Linked DNA regions of Rattus norvegicus: region 1 is linked to region 2. The links are chromatin contacts, called in public Hi-C maps. All regions are on one chromosome and are shown on one strand. The core of a region is the stretch at or near the end of the contact, and the rest is flanking DNA. Distances in the headings are between cores, read along the strand shown. Region 1 holds the start of Ankrd28 (ankyrin repeat domain 28). Region 2 overlaps Ankrd28 (ankyrin repeat domain 28).

Region 1 (6,045 bases), core at 470-2,969, 39 kb after region 2:
ATCTTGAGTTTTATGGTATTAGCTATGTAAGAATTAGATGATTTGGGCTTGAACGCTGCTTGTTATTAACAGGTTTTTTTTCCCTGACAGAACTTTGTGCAATGAGAGGCTTTACTGTATTTAATACAGTAACCGAGCGACCTGTAGCTAGTTAGCACTTTTGAAAAGCAACTAGCACAATTATGAAACTATATTTTAATTGTAATCAGCTTAAAGACACTGTGCGTAACTGATGTAACATGCTGAACAGTAAAGTTATTCACATAATTTGAAATACAAATTTATCAACCAGTTTTTCAAAGTATCATAAACTATTGTTAATATCAGCTAAAATGATACGATAAAGCCAGCATTCAGCTTAAATAGAATATTCGCTTTTGAAATGAGAAATTAACATTAGCTAGATGCAGAACTTACGTTTTAATTGGTAGAAAAGTATATAAAACATATTAAGTTTTCCCCTATCTTTTTGTTAAGCCTGTGTCCTCTTTCTGAATGGTTTCTCAATCCATGCAAGTAACTTTCCCTTCAAATCTGTTCCGTATCTCCTATTCAGAAAAACAATGGCAAAATAGGTACTTAGCATTAATAGGTTCCCACGACTCTGTGAATTCCACTGGTTAATTTCCCTTTTCCTTAGGAGAGACGTTTAACACTGGGGAGCGTCTGCATCTCCTGAAAGTCTTATGATTCACCTTCCCACCTTTTTAAGGGTAACAAGCGTTCATTCAGACATAGTTGCGATTTCATTGGTAGATACAGTGTTATTTTTCCCAGCCCACAAGTGTCAGTCTTTTGAGCACTTCAGGTGTTCTTTGACAAGCTCTTCCTAAGTCAAGAAAACTAAACCAAGATGGTGCAGAATATGCCAAGAGAAAGAGTCTGGGGATATGCACGGTAACAACTAGACTCCAGCAGAATCAATCCGGACTGGTGGGTTTGCTTTCTTCCGCCACCACCTCTCCGCAGAGACAGTGCGGTGGACCGTGAACCACCCCACGCGGCGAACCCGAGAGCAAGGTCGTGACCCCGGGACACGGCCGCCGCCAGCACCGCTCCTACTCAGCACCGCAAAGCCACCTGTTAGGCCCGAGCCTCACCTGGCAGGAAAGAGGAGGCGCCTACCCGGCAGCGCGCCGGACGCGAGGGCGGCGAGCGCCGAACCCGCCCCTGTGGCCGGGGCCGCGATCCCCCGGCGGCACGTGGGTTTCTCGGAGCTGGGGCTGCACTGACAGGCGGACGGCCCGCACCGCTCCCGGCCCGGGACACTCTTCCCTCGCTGCCACCGAGCCGAGCGGGCACCCGGGCGGCCCACGCCGCGGGTACACCCTCCTCCGGTTCCTCGGTGGCGCGATCCCGCCCTGCCGCCCCTCACCTACCTGGTCGCGGAGTTTGAGGAACGCCATGGCGGTCGCCTCCGTTCCGCCACTACCCGCGCCCGGCGGGTAGGTGGCCGGCTACGTTGAAGAGAGCGCGGGCAGGGGGCGGCGCCGCCTCCCCGGCCGCCCGCCGCCGCCGCGAAGAGCCCCGCCGGTCCCGCCTCCTCCACCGAGGACTCCCGCCCTCTTTCTTCCGTCCTTTCTCTCCCTCTCCCTCTCAGCCACCTCCCACACGCAGCCGCCGCCTTCGCCGCCGCCTCACACCCCCTTCCCGAAATACCCTGGCAGCCCCCGCCGCCGCGCCGCTCCAGCCCGCGGCCGCGGCGGCATCCAAACTCCACTCCACAATATTACCACCACCGCCCGCCGCGATTGGCGGCCGCGCGGGGGAGAGGCCAGAGTAAGCCCGGCGCCCATTGGCCACGCCGCCGCGCTCGCTCGCGCCCAGGCCCCGCCTCCCCGCCGGGAGAGGGGCGGGGCACAGGAAGCGGCGGCGCGCGGAGCGGGCGGGCCAGGTGGCCGGGTTTCTGAGCGCGCGCCCCGGGCGCGGTGGGAGGAGCCGGGGCTGGAGGTGGGGAGGGACGGAAACTGGGTACCGGGTAACGGCCGGGGATGGCACGTGGAGGTGGCGTGCACAAGCTCAGCTCAGTCAGGTGCGGAGAAGGCAGCCGGAACCGGTGCGAGCGAGGGAGACCTCGGAGCTGATGCTTCTTCCATCAGAATAGCGAGGGCAACGGGGAACCGGACTCGCACGTGGAGCGAGAGTGAGAATGCCTCCGCGGCTCTGGGAGAGACGTGTACGTGGGGTTTGGGGAGGGACTGCTGGCACGCGGGATTGAAGGGCGTGGCCTTCACAGCCTGAACAGGTTGGGACCACCGAGCTTTTCTCTCCAAAGCGCCCCTTTCAATCTTGCATGTGTTTTCCCCCTTTCTTCTTTATCATCCAAAGGGTTTTGCCTCCCACTCGAGAGAAATCAATTTTTTCAAAAAGATGTGCAGGATTTCCAATAAATAGCATCCTTGGATGAAGAAGAGGAATGACTCTCTCGCCCTGGCACACACACCCACGCCAACCCACAGCTCAGAAAAGGCTTTTCTTTCTTAGGCAGCCGCACACTGTTACCATTCTAGGCTTGTGTGGGAGAGGATTGTTGTTCTGTGTCTGTCAGCCTGGGCGGCTCCAGCCCCTGATTAATAAAAGGTACAGATGGTTAGAACACAAACGTGAGATATCGGGCTTGGTTTAAAAAAAACAAAAAACAAAAACAAATCTCATCTTTTCCCTGCATTGGCGTGTCTCTTGGGACAGACTTAATTTAGAGAATTGATTTGAGCTGATTTGAGCCTAATGGCAGTCTAGAAAAATGGGGATCTGTGCCAGGACTGTCACTTTATTATAATGCTGCTATTAAAAACAACTCTTTAGCCCCACAAGAAAAGAAAATATCAAAGTGCAAGATCAAATGCAGTAAGAACCTTCCAATATTTCTTAACATAACTATGCCATAATTCTGCTGAAACATCCCTTTTCTAAAATTACATTTTTACCATGGATGGTATTTGCTACTTTAAAATGGAGGAATACTCATAACTGATGGAAGAGGCTTAGTCAGGGAAAAAAAAAGATTCTTGCTTTGCATTTTCTTCAAAGAAATTTATTCCTTTCTGCATCAACTCTGGCCAATGATGAGGTTTCTGTCACTCCCATGTCTCTACCAGGGCATTGAAGGTGAATGAGTTAGCAGTATGAAAGCTTTTGACTTCTTCAAAACAAAGGTGCTGTGACGACATTACTACAATATTTTGTGATTATAATTGTCCATGTGCTACAGCAAATAGAGTTTTACCTTCCTCGAGGATGAAAGATTTACTCTCTTCTGTGTATTTGCCTGTTTAACACTGAATGTTGACTCAGCAATTAATACAACTGAACAAACGCCCATCCTCAGTAAGCTCTCCTCTGGGTTAAAGTTCTACAATTTAAAAGCACAACAGGTACTTGATTAGGAACACAGCACAGACTGACTTGGGGAACATACAAGTGGTTTTGAGGGTATGGGTTGAGATAGCGGACCAAATGTGTATTAGGATTGAAGTGATGAAAATTTCTAATGAAGAGTAACTGGTGAAAGTATTTTACAGCATTCAATCTCTGCACTACAGAGTGTGTGATCGTGCTGCAAAGGTGCTCCAGTCCTTGGTGGGTTCACCTTTCTCCGTCTTGAATACTTTAACATCTTGTATGTCTTACTCGCTGTTTTTTTTTTTTTTTTTTTTTTTCGGAGCTGGGGACCGAACCCAGGGCCTTGCGCTTCCTAGGCAAGCGCTCTACCCCTGAGCTAAATGCCCAACCCCTCGCTGTTTATTTTTTAAAAAAGAAAGGTTAAGCTTAATATTACCAAGCCTACTCATATCACACAATCAAGCAAGATAATAATATGAAAAACTGGGAATTCTTAAGGACCACTCAAATTCAATATCAGTATTTTCATAGCTGTTGAGATAGTAGCAACTATTGCTTCTGGAAAAAAATAGAAATAAAACTTCTATATAATTAAGCAATAAATTGAAAAATATTTGTGTTCAAGTTTCATTAACATTAAAAGATATTCTTATTCTTGCATCTGTTAAAATTTTAAAGAGCTCAGCCAGGTGTGGCAGCATATGCCTTTTGTTCTAGCACTTGGGAATAATAGGCAGGTAGATCTCCATGAGGATGAAGCTATCCTGATCAATATAGCAAGTTCCAAACTGTCCAGGAGTCTACATGGTGATAACCTGTCATAAATAGACAGATAGGCTGGCCAGGAGGCTACATAATGAGACCCTTTTATAGATGGATAGATAGCTAAATCTGTGTTCTTGAAATGTACTACATACATCACAGTAACCAATAAGGAAGCTAACCGGGAAGCTACATAGGGAGACCGTGTTATAAATTAATAAATAAGATAACTATATTTCTGAAAAGTTCTGCCTACATCATACACATAACCAATGGGACTAAATACTAAAATGATATCAATAAAATCTCTCTCTCTTCCTCTTCCTCCTCCTTGTCCTCCTCCCTCTGTGTGAGTTTGTGAATGTGTGCTTGTGTGTATCCTTGCAACCTTGTAGAGGCTCGACAGAATGTCTTCCTCAATCACTTTCTGCCTTATTGTTTTTCAAACAATGTCTGTCACTAAACATGGAACTCCCTGTTTTGGCTAAACTGTCTGGACAGTAAGATTTGGAATCCAAACTTGGGTCCTCATGCTGTGCCATCTCCCAAGTCTTACATGTATCTCTTTTTCTGTATACCATTGATACTTCCCAACTGCCCTGTTCACTCAATAAGTACTTTTCATAAAAAGAGTCAGAAGTCCTAAGAAGACTCAAATAAAGACTGACTGTGGTTAAACCCATTTGCCCATGCCTTAGCCATTCACTACTGCCAAGTCTGAGAACTGATGTAGTCGCCATCAAAACTTGTGTCCAAAATAAATAGCACAGATAAGATCACCAAAGAAGTTACTGAAAGCTAAGCACCACACAAGGTTTTATTTCCTAATCTACTACATGTTAGGCACTTAAGTCTTCTTATATCCCTGACCTAGTGTAATTTTCATTGGCCTTTCCATATTGCTACCTAAAGGGGCTAACTGTGCTCAGGTTCACCCACCTTACCCTGGCAGGACCTAATGGCATAATGCACTTAAAAACCAGAAAAGCAGCCTTTGTGGTAGGAAATAGACAGCTGTGAGGGGTTCTTTTGAGCCAGATAATCCCTACTGCATAAAATGATTTTTCTAAAGAATTAGAACTATCAATAAGATGCAAATAATAGACTGTCAAAGCAGCAGAGGGGAGTTCAGAGCCACAGGAGACATGACAAGAGCCAGGTGTTTATCTAAAGGGGTTCAGAAAGTAGAGACTGAATGGACAGTCATGCACATAAAGATAATGCCAGAGTTTTTCAGACTCGAAGAACACCATGAATTAAAGAAGAAATGGAGTCTCAATAGGAATAAACTTAAAAATGAAGCCTGTAGGTAGTAGGCAATGTCTAGAAAACCAAGCAGAATACAAAGATGTAAAACTTCACACTGAAGGAAGTCAGACATACCTAAAAGGAATGGCAGTCCACTTGTCAGCAGACATATCAGCAATACTGCAGATGAGGAAAAAGGTCTCTGAAACACCATACTGTGACTCCATAACTGAAAAACTAGTTTATCTGTCTAAAAAAACCAGTTTACCCAGAGCTCAACTTAGCTTCATTTTCCTTTGCTTTCAACATCAGTGATAATTGTCTGCCAGAAACCTAACCTTTTGATGGATCAAAATGGTTGCTGTGCGCAAAGCTTGTGCACACTCATTTTTCACATTTCCACTAGTCTGTCTGGTTTCCAAGACCTGTACCATAGGCCTAATGCTAGCTGCAAGAGAAGCAGAAAATGAGAATTCTGAATGCTGAATCCAAGGAGGCAGGATTTTTAACCAGGAAGTTATCCTACAATAGAAGGAATATTTAAAATGTATGTCAGTCTTGAATATAATAAATTGTTATTGACATGAATGTATAACATTTGGAGATACCGAAATTAAGGAAATAAAATACGTAACTTCCAAACCCATAAAGGACAAACATGATCTAAAAACTTAAGTAATAAAACAAGGTGAT
Region 2 (6,166 bases), core at 1,964-4,463:
TAGCAAGCCTGAGAAGCTAAGCTGACCCCGAGCCCATGTGACGGGAGGAGAGGACCAACGCCCACATATTTCCTTTGACCTCTATGAGGTGTGACACACACACACACAATGAGGTGTAAACACGCATACACAATGAGGTGTAACACACACAATGAGGTGTAACACACACATACACAATGAGGTGTAACACACACACAATGAGGTATGACACACACAATGAGGTGTGACACACACACACAATGTGGTGTGACACACACAATTAGGTGTAACACATACATACACAATGAGGTGTGACACACACACAATTAGGTGTAACACACACATACACAATGAGGTGTGACACACACACACAATGAGGTGTAACACACACACTTACACACACACACACACACACACACAATGAGGTGTAGCACACACAATCAAAACAACTTCCATTACTGCCCTGCCTTAAGTGTCACACATGCCAATCTGTTGCACTGAAAATACACCATGACACTCTATACAGCTCTGCCTTTCTCTTCCAGGCTGTTCCCTCTTCCTGGCTACCTCTCCATCCATAGAATATCCAGTAGGACTATATAAAATAAGGTAGAAAATTAGATAGCAGCTAAGACATGAAGGGCCATGAGTCCACATTATAACAAAAACATTTTAATCTGAAAAACGATGAAATATACATTTAAAACCAAATTGAAAAGTGAAAATCAAGTTTATACATAAAAAAAAAAAATCTCACTATGGACATAAAAGGTAACCCAGAACGAGCCGCTACTATGGCAGCACTAACCAGCAGTACGCTACTGCAGAATTCTAGGCAGAAACCACAGACAGTGAAAGATGGGGAACTCAATTTCTCTAGAGGAAAACAAACGAAAACCTGCCAACAACCATCAACAGCAGCGATCTGCCTTTCAGACTTCTGGGCTAGCATTTCCATTGCTGACATGCTGACGTCAATAAGTAAACAATACGAAGCTTAGACAGCACGCATAGAAGATCTTATGACCATCACTTAGGATCTGAAAACCACTGTAACGCAGGATAAAAGAACGATTAAAATACAGCACATGCCACAAAATGCACATATCCCCTGTGTATGTGACCTGCAGGCAGGAGCCTTACAAAGGCCGAGCGAGCAAGCACTCTATCCACTGAGCTATGGGTCTGTTCCTCAGTAGGAATTCTAGAAACAACGCAGGACCTAGAAACCTTACCTGGATAAAACAGAGACAGACAGACAGACAGAGGCAGAGGGAGAATTGTAAGATAGTCTTAGTTACTAAGTTTCAGTGTTGGGAATTGAACTCAGGTCTTCTACATGTTAGGTAGAAGCCCAGAAGGTATGGGGTGTGTGTGTGTGTGTGTGTGTGTGTGTGTGTGTGTGTGTGTGGTGTTGATGTTGTTGCTGTTGCTGTTGCTGTTGTTCTTATTTTGGCTCTTAATGTTTTCAAAAAGCAACAACAGACCAATTAAGCCACAGCAGGATTATGGGTTATTTATTCTCCCCTTCACAGCTCATGTATTTACTTCTGAGTAACAGTACTCCTTAGAGCCAGGACTCTCATTTTGCTGAACTGAAATATCATCCTATAACTAAGAAAAGTAAAGCCCAGAAAGGTTCAGTGACAATGGTCCCCATTACCAAAGCTTACAGACTCCATACACGAAGACTCACTGCTGAGAGCACAGGGAGACCCATGGCTCCAGCCGCATATGGAGCAGAGGACGGCCTTGCTGGGCACCAATGGGAGGGAAAGCCCTTGGTTCTGCCAAGGCTCAATGCCCCAGTGTAGGAATGTCAGGGTAGGGAGGCAGGAAGGGGTGGGTGGGTAGGGGAGCACCCTCACAGAAGCAGGGGGAGGGAGGACGGGGGTGAACAGGAAACTGGAAAAGGGTATAACATTTGAAATGTAAATAAAAAAATAAAAAAAAAAAGAAGTCTGCTAAAAAGTAAACCTACAAGTCAGAGCCCTTCATCTATGCTACTGTGATACTCTGAACAAGTGGTTCTCAACCTGTTGGTAGTGACCTCTTTGAGCAGGTCTGCATGTCAGATATCCTGCATATCAGATATTTATGTTATAATTCATAGCAAAATGGTAGTTATGAAGTGACAATGAAATAATTTTATGGTTGGGGTCATCACAACATGAAGAACTGTATTAAAGGATGATAGCATTAGGAAGGTTGGGAAAAGGTCTTCTAAATTTACTGGGTTATAAAACCCTCTAAATTTATTCCCCCAAAGCTGTAAAATAACAGCTAGAAGACTGGCCCAGAAGCAAACTGCTCTTGCAGAAGACCCACGCTCTGCTCCTAACACGGGTGGCTCACGTCCGTCTGCTCCAGCAGATCTGAGAACACCTGCACTCACATGTGAACACTGACACACACTCAGACAGTCTGAGCAGACGCCAAGATGGGTAGTCTTTTATGTTTGCTTTCTCCTCTGCACTAGAACCTTGTTATAATCCCAATAACGCCAAACTACTCAACTCACTCAAATAAGGAATGTCAATAAACCATCATAATATTGATCAAAAGCATTTATTAAAAAGATGTGAATGGCTATGGGACAGGAGAAAAGAAAAAAATGATCATCAAAGACAGTTTCTAAAACCTGAGCTTCCTATATTTTAACTATTATAACCTAAGAAATTGTGATTTTTTTTTCTTGGATGTCATTTAAACTACAATATCAACTGTGTGCTTCGGGGTAGACAGCTTGCCTAGGATGTATAAGGTCTTTGGCTTGATAAAGCTATTGCCTGTAGTATCAGAGTATCTTTTCTTTCTTTGGTTTTATTGAGACATGGTCATGCCCTAGATGTCCTGGAACTCACTCTGTGAACCAGATTGGCCTTAAATTCCCAAGGATCCTCTTGCTTCTGCCTCTCGAATTCTACAATTAAAAGCATATGCCACCACTCTCATCTTCAAAACATCTAGAATGTTTTAAAGGTGATAACTGAAACATTATATTAGGAAATACAGTAAGGCACAGGTCTTGAACATTCCACTCACATACAAGGATTTATCCTTGAGGGTAAAAATATAAATTAAGTATGTTGCACATGTCTGCAATCCTAAATTTCGGGAGGCAGGGGAAGGTGTTTTGCCAAGAGCTCACGACCAGCCTAGAATTACACAATGACACACTGTCAAAACATACACACAAAACACGCACACACGCATGCACACATTCACTCACTTCAACTGTATAGTATACCACAAGATTTTTTTAATTTGTTTAAACTCACTTAAACTATATGACAAACTATCCCACCACCCTCATTTTACCATGGATTTTCAAAAATGGTTCCCTTATAAAAATTTAGAAAGGCTAATAACAATGCAAACGCACCACCCAGTGGCAAAAGGTAAGAACTACAACTTTTGCAAGGATAATAGCAAAAGCAGGTTGGAAATTCAGTAGTCTTGAATTATTAACAGAGAAAAAGGGTGTGTGTGTGTGTTTTAATAGTAATCTACTATTTGGTGCAATTTTTACAAGTAAAATTATTTATCAGATAAAGTCTCATAGGTTTATTTTTGTGTTTTACATAGGAATTTTTGTTTGCTTTTCTGTTTTGCCCATCCATTTCTCAAAGGCTGGGCTAAGAAATGAATTAGAATAAAGTACATTTTATGATATGTCCAAAGTCTTTATAAGTCAAGAGTTATAAACTTGTTTACAAATAACAGAAAGTAGAAAAGACATAGATTTTCTAGTGAAAACCTAGTTATCAACAACCATCCCAGGTAACAACGAATTAGCCATTCAACATGCTTCTAAAAGTATAGTTAAGTGTGGTGGCTCACGGGAGCAGAGGCAGGCAGATCTCAGTGATGCCCTGTCTCACGGGGGTGGTATTGGTGAGGGATGAGGAGAGTGATGAGACATGAAGGAAAGGACTGGGAAATGGAAGGGGGGAAGCCCTGAGGACCCCTCCCCAGTGGGTGTCTATCAGTGCCGCAGAAACAAAACAAAACAGGTCATTTGGAAGGTACTCTAGATTTCTTAAGAGGAAGCCAAGATACACCATCAATTATGTATCACAGACATGAATCCTGAATATGACCATATTCACTCTAGCTTAATATACCAAATAATTTTCTCCTAGTAGAAAACCTAACTTATCAGTTTTCTTCTTTAAAAAAAAAAAAGCTAAATAAAACTAACAGCATATTAAATTTAAAAACTCCAATGAGCTGTTTTCCTGTTTTGAAGCAATTTTGTATTGCGTCCACTTCGCACCATGCAGCATTACTGCTTAGCGGGCACAGGACACCTCACAAAGGACAGCAAGCAAAGTGCTGCCCGGCCTATGAAGCAACACCACGGAGCCAAGCTGCTTCCTGTGATGCCTGCAGAGTATTCACAATGTTTCCATTCCACACGTGAAGGCCAGCAGACAGCAGCACAATCATCAAACCTCTGCCTTACCAGAGCCCCGCTCTAACGCTCCTCCTCTGGGGTCTGAGAAAGACTCTAAGATACTTTCACTGAACCCACGGGAGACACTCACACAGCGGAAGTCTCCTTGTGTTTCCTATGGCTGCTAATGATTAAAGTACGCACTACATTTACTATGTAAGGAAATGAGGAAAGGAATGGAGAGCAGGGCAGTGGGATGCAAGTATTTGTTGGTTTCACGGGACAAAATAAAACAAATTCTGCAGTACTGCTCATTGTCCCCAGCTACTTAATACTTTCTTGTCTGGGCTTCTCTGAGAACATGAAGTAAGATTTATAGGCCCCTTCCCGCTGAAAATCTACCAGAATTATTAAGTTGCTATATACTGAAGCCTTCAACCAACACAGGGCTCACTCTACATGAACTGTCTCCAAAGGGGCTGATATTATTACTTCACAAGTAGTTACACACATGGATAAGTAATGAGAAGGTATAAGTAGCAACAAAGTAGCCAGTCACAAAGGTTGGCAGGGTCACTACACAAGACTACTATATACCCCCTAACAGGGAGCCCCACACTACTTCCCACACTCCTATGAAGGCAGTAGTTGTACTATTTGAGTTCTACAAGCCTATGACAGAAAGCAGAAATCAAAAGCAAAAACTGGCCAACCTTCAAAATGAATGAGCTATATACTTTAAGAAAACACTGAGTTATTAAAATGATACAAAGTTTACTTTGATTTTTTTTACTGATTCAGAATTTAGTTTTTAACCCTATCAAGAAAACTAATTTGTGTAGGATATATATTTTTATTCCTGTTATTTTTTTTAAAAGAAAGTTTTTTTATGTAGTCCAGGTTGACCTCAAATCCTCAATCCTCCTGCCTCCAATTTCCAACTACGGGGATTACAGATGTATACATGCAATATTTACACATACACACACACACACACTCACACACACACAATATAAAAACACACACATATATACACATATATTTTTAGAGCCTGCCTTATATAAAAACTGAGTCTTGCTGGATTCTTGAAGAAACTCAAACTATGGGGTGTTCATATTTCAGAACAGGTCACAACCAATTTCCTTAAATCTTAAGAACACACACAAGCAAAAGTCCGTCTATATTTTCTGATAACATGTCCAACCACTTTACCAATTTGTTTATACATGGTTTGTCTTAAGAGGCTGTCAGTGATGTATAAAATGTTGTTTATATATTAATATGTGAAACATTAATCTCAAATTTAAGACTTTACTATAGTATCATTTAAAACAAATTCTCCTAGGTATTTTCTCTGTATATGTTTCTTAAAACCTTCAATTATGTATTTTGTTAATTTGTTTCTTCCCCTCAAAACAAAATGGGGGTTTATTAAGAATGGGTTTTAATAGGGCTTCAAGCTGAGTGTTAAGGACAGCCGCATGCTCAGAAAAGTAAGTGCGCTTCTGGAGAGAGGGACTCTCAGAACTCAAGGAGGTGGGGGCGTCTAGATGAAATGTCCTCAGTGGGGAGAGGGAACTTGTAGAGCCCACCTCCAGCAGAAAGACAGGGCATCAAGTGAGGGATAGGGTTGCTAACCCACGGTCAGAACTCTGACCCATAATTCTTCCTGTCTGAAAGAAAAGCAGGGATGAAGATGGAGAAGAGCCCAAGGAAAAGAAGGTTCAACAACAGGTCCAAAGTGCTATCCAGCTCAAGGAGAGGCCCTAAGACCTGACGTCATTACTG

The links. A called contact is a pair of places that touch in the nucleus more often than the background predicts.
Region 1: a Hi-C map of Schwann cells shows a contact between it and region 2, with 2.7 times the contacts expected there. The contact joins the promoter of Ankrd28 here to the enhancer-like site in region 2. A contact is called at or near these places in 2 of 12 Hi-C or Micro-C datasets (Schwann cells and hepatocytes).

What each region holds. Positions count from the first base shown.
Region 1 is chr16:7,054,874-7,060,918 of GRCr8, forward strand. It overlaps Ankrd28 (ankyrin repeat domain 28), which reads right to left and starts at 1,720. Exons shown (of 28, transcript NM_001427331.1): 1 at 1,380-1,720. The coding sequence starts at 1,406.
Region 2 is chr16:7,013,993-7,020,158 of GRCr8, forward strand. All of the region lies in intron 1 of Ankrd28 (ankyrin repeat domain 28), which reads right to left. Among named protein-coding and RNA genes, the nearest start is that of Ankrd28, 40 kb to the right of the region's middle. Within about 2 kb of position 3,214, at least 5 of the 93 cell types and tissues checked have an H3K27ac peak or open chromatin away from gene starts, as enhancers often do. A contact at or near this core is called in Schwann cells, where this site is marked.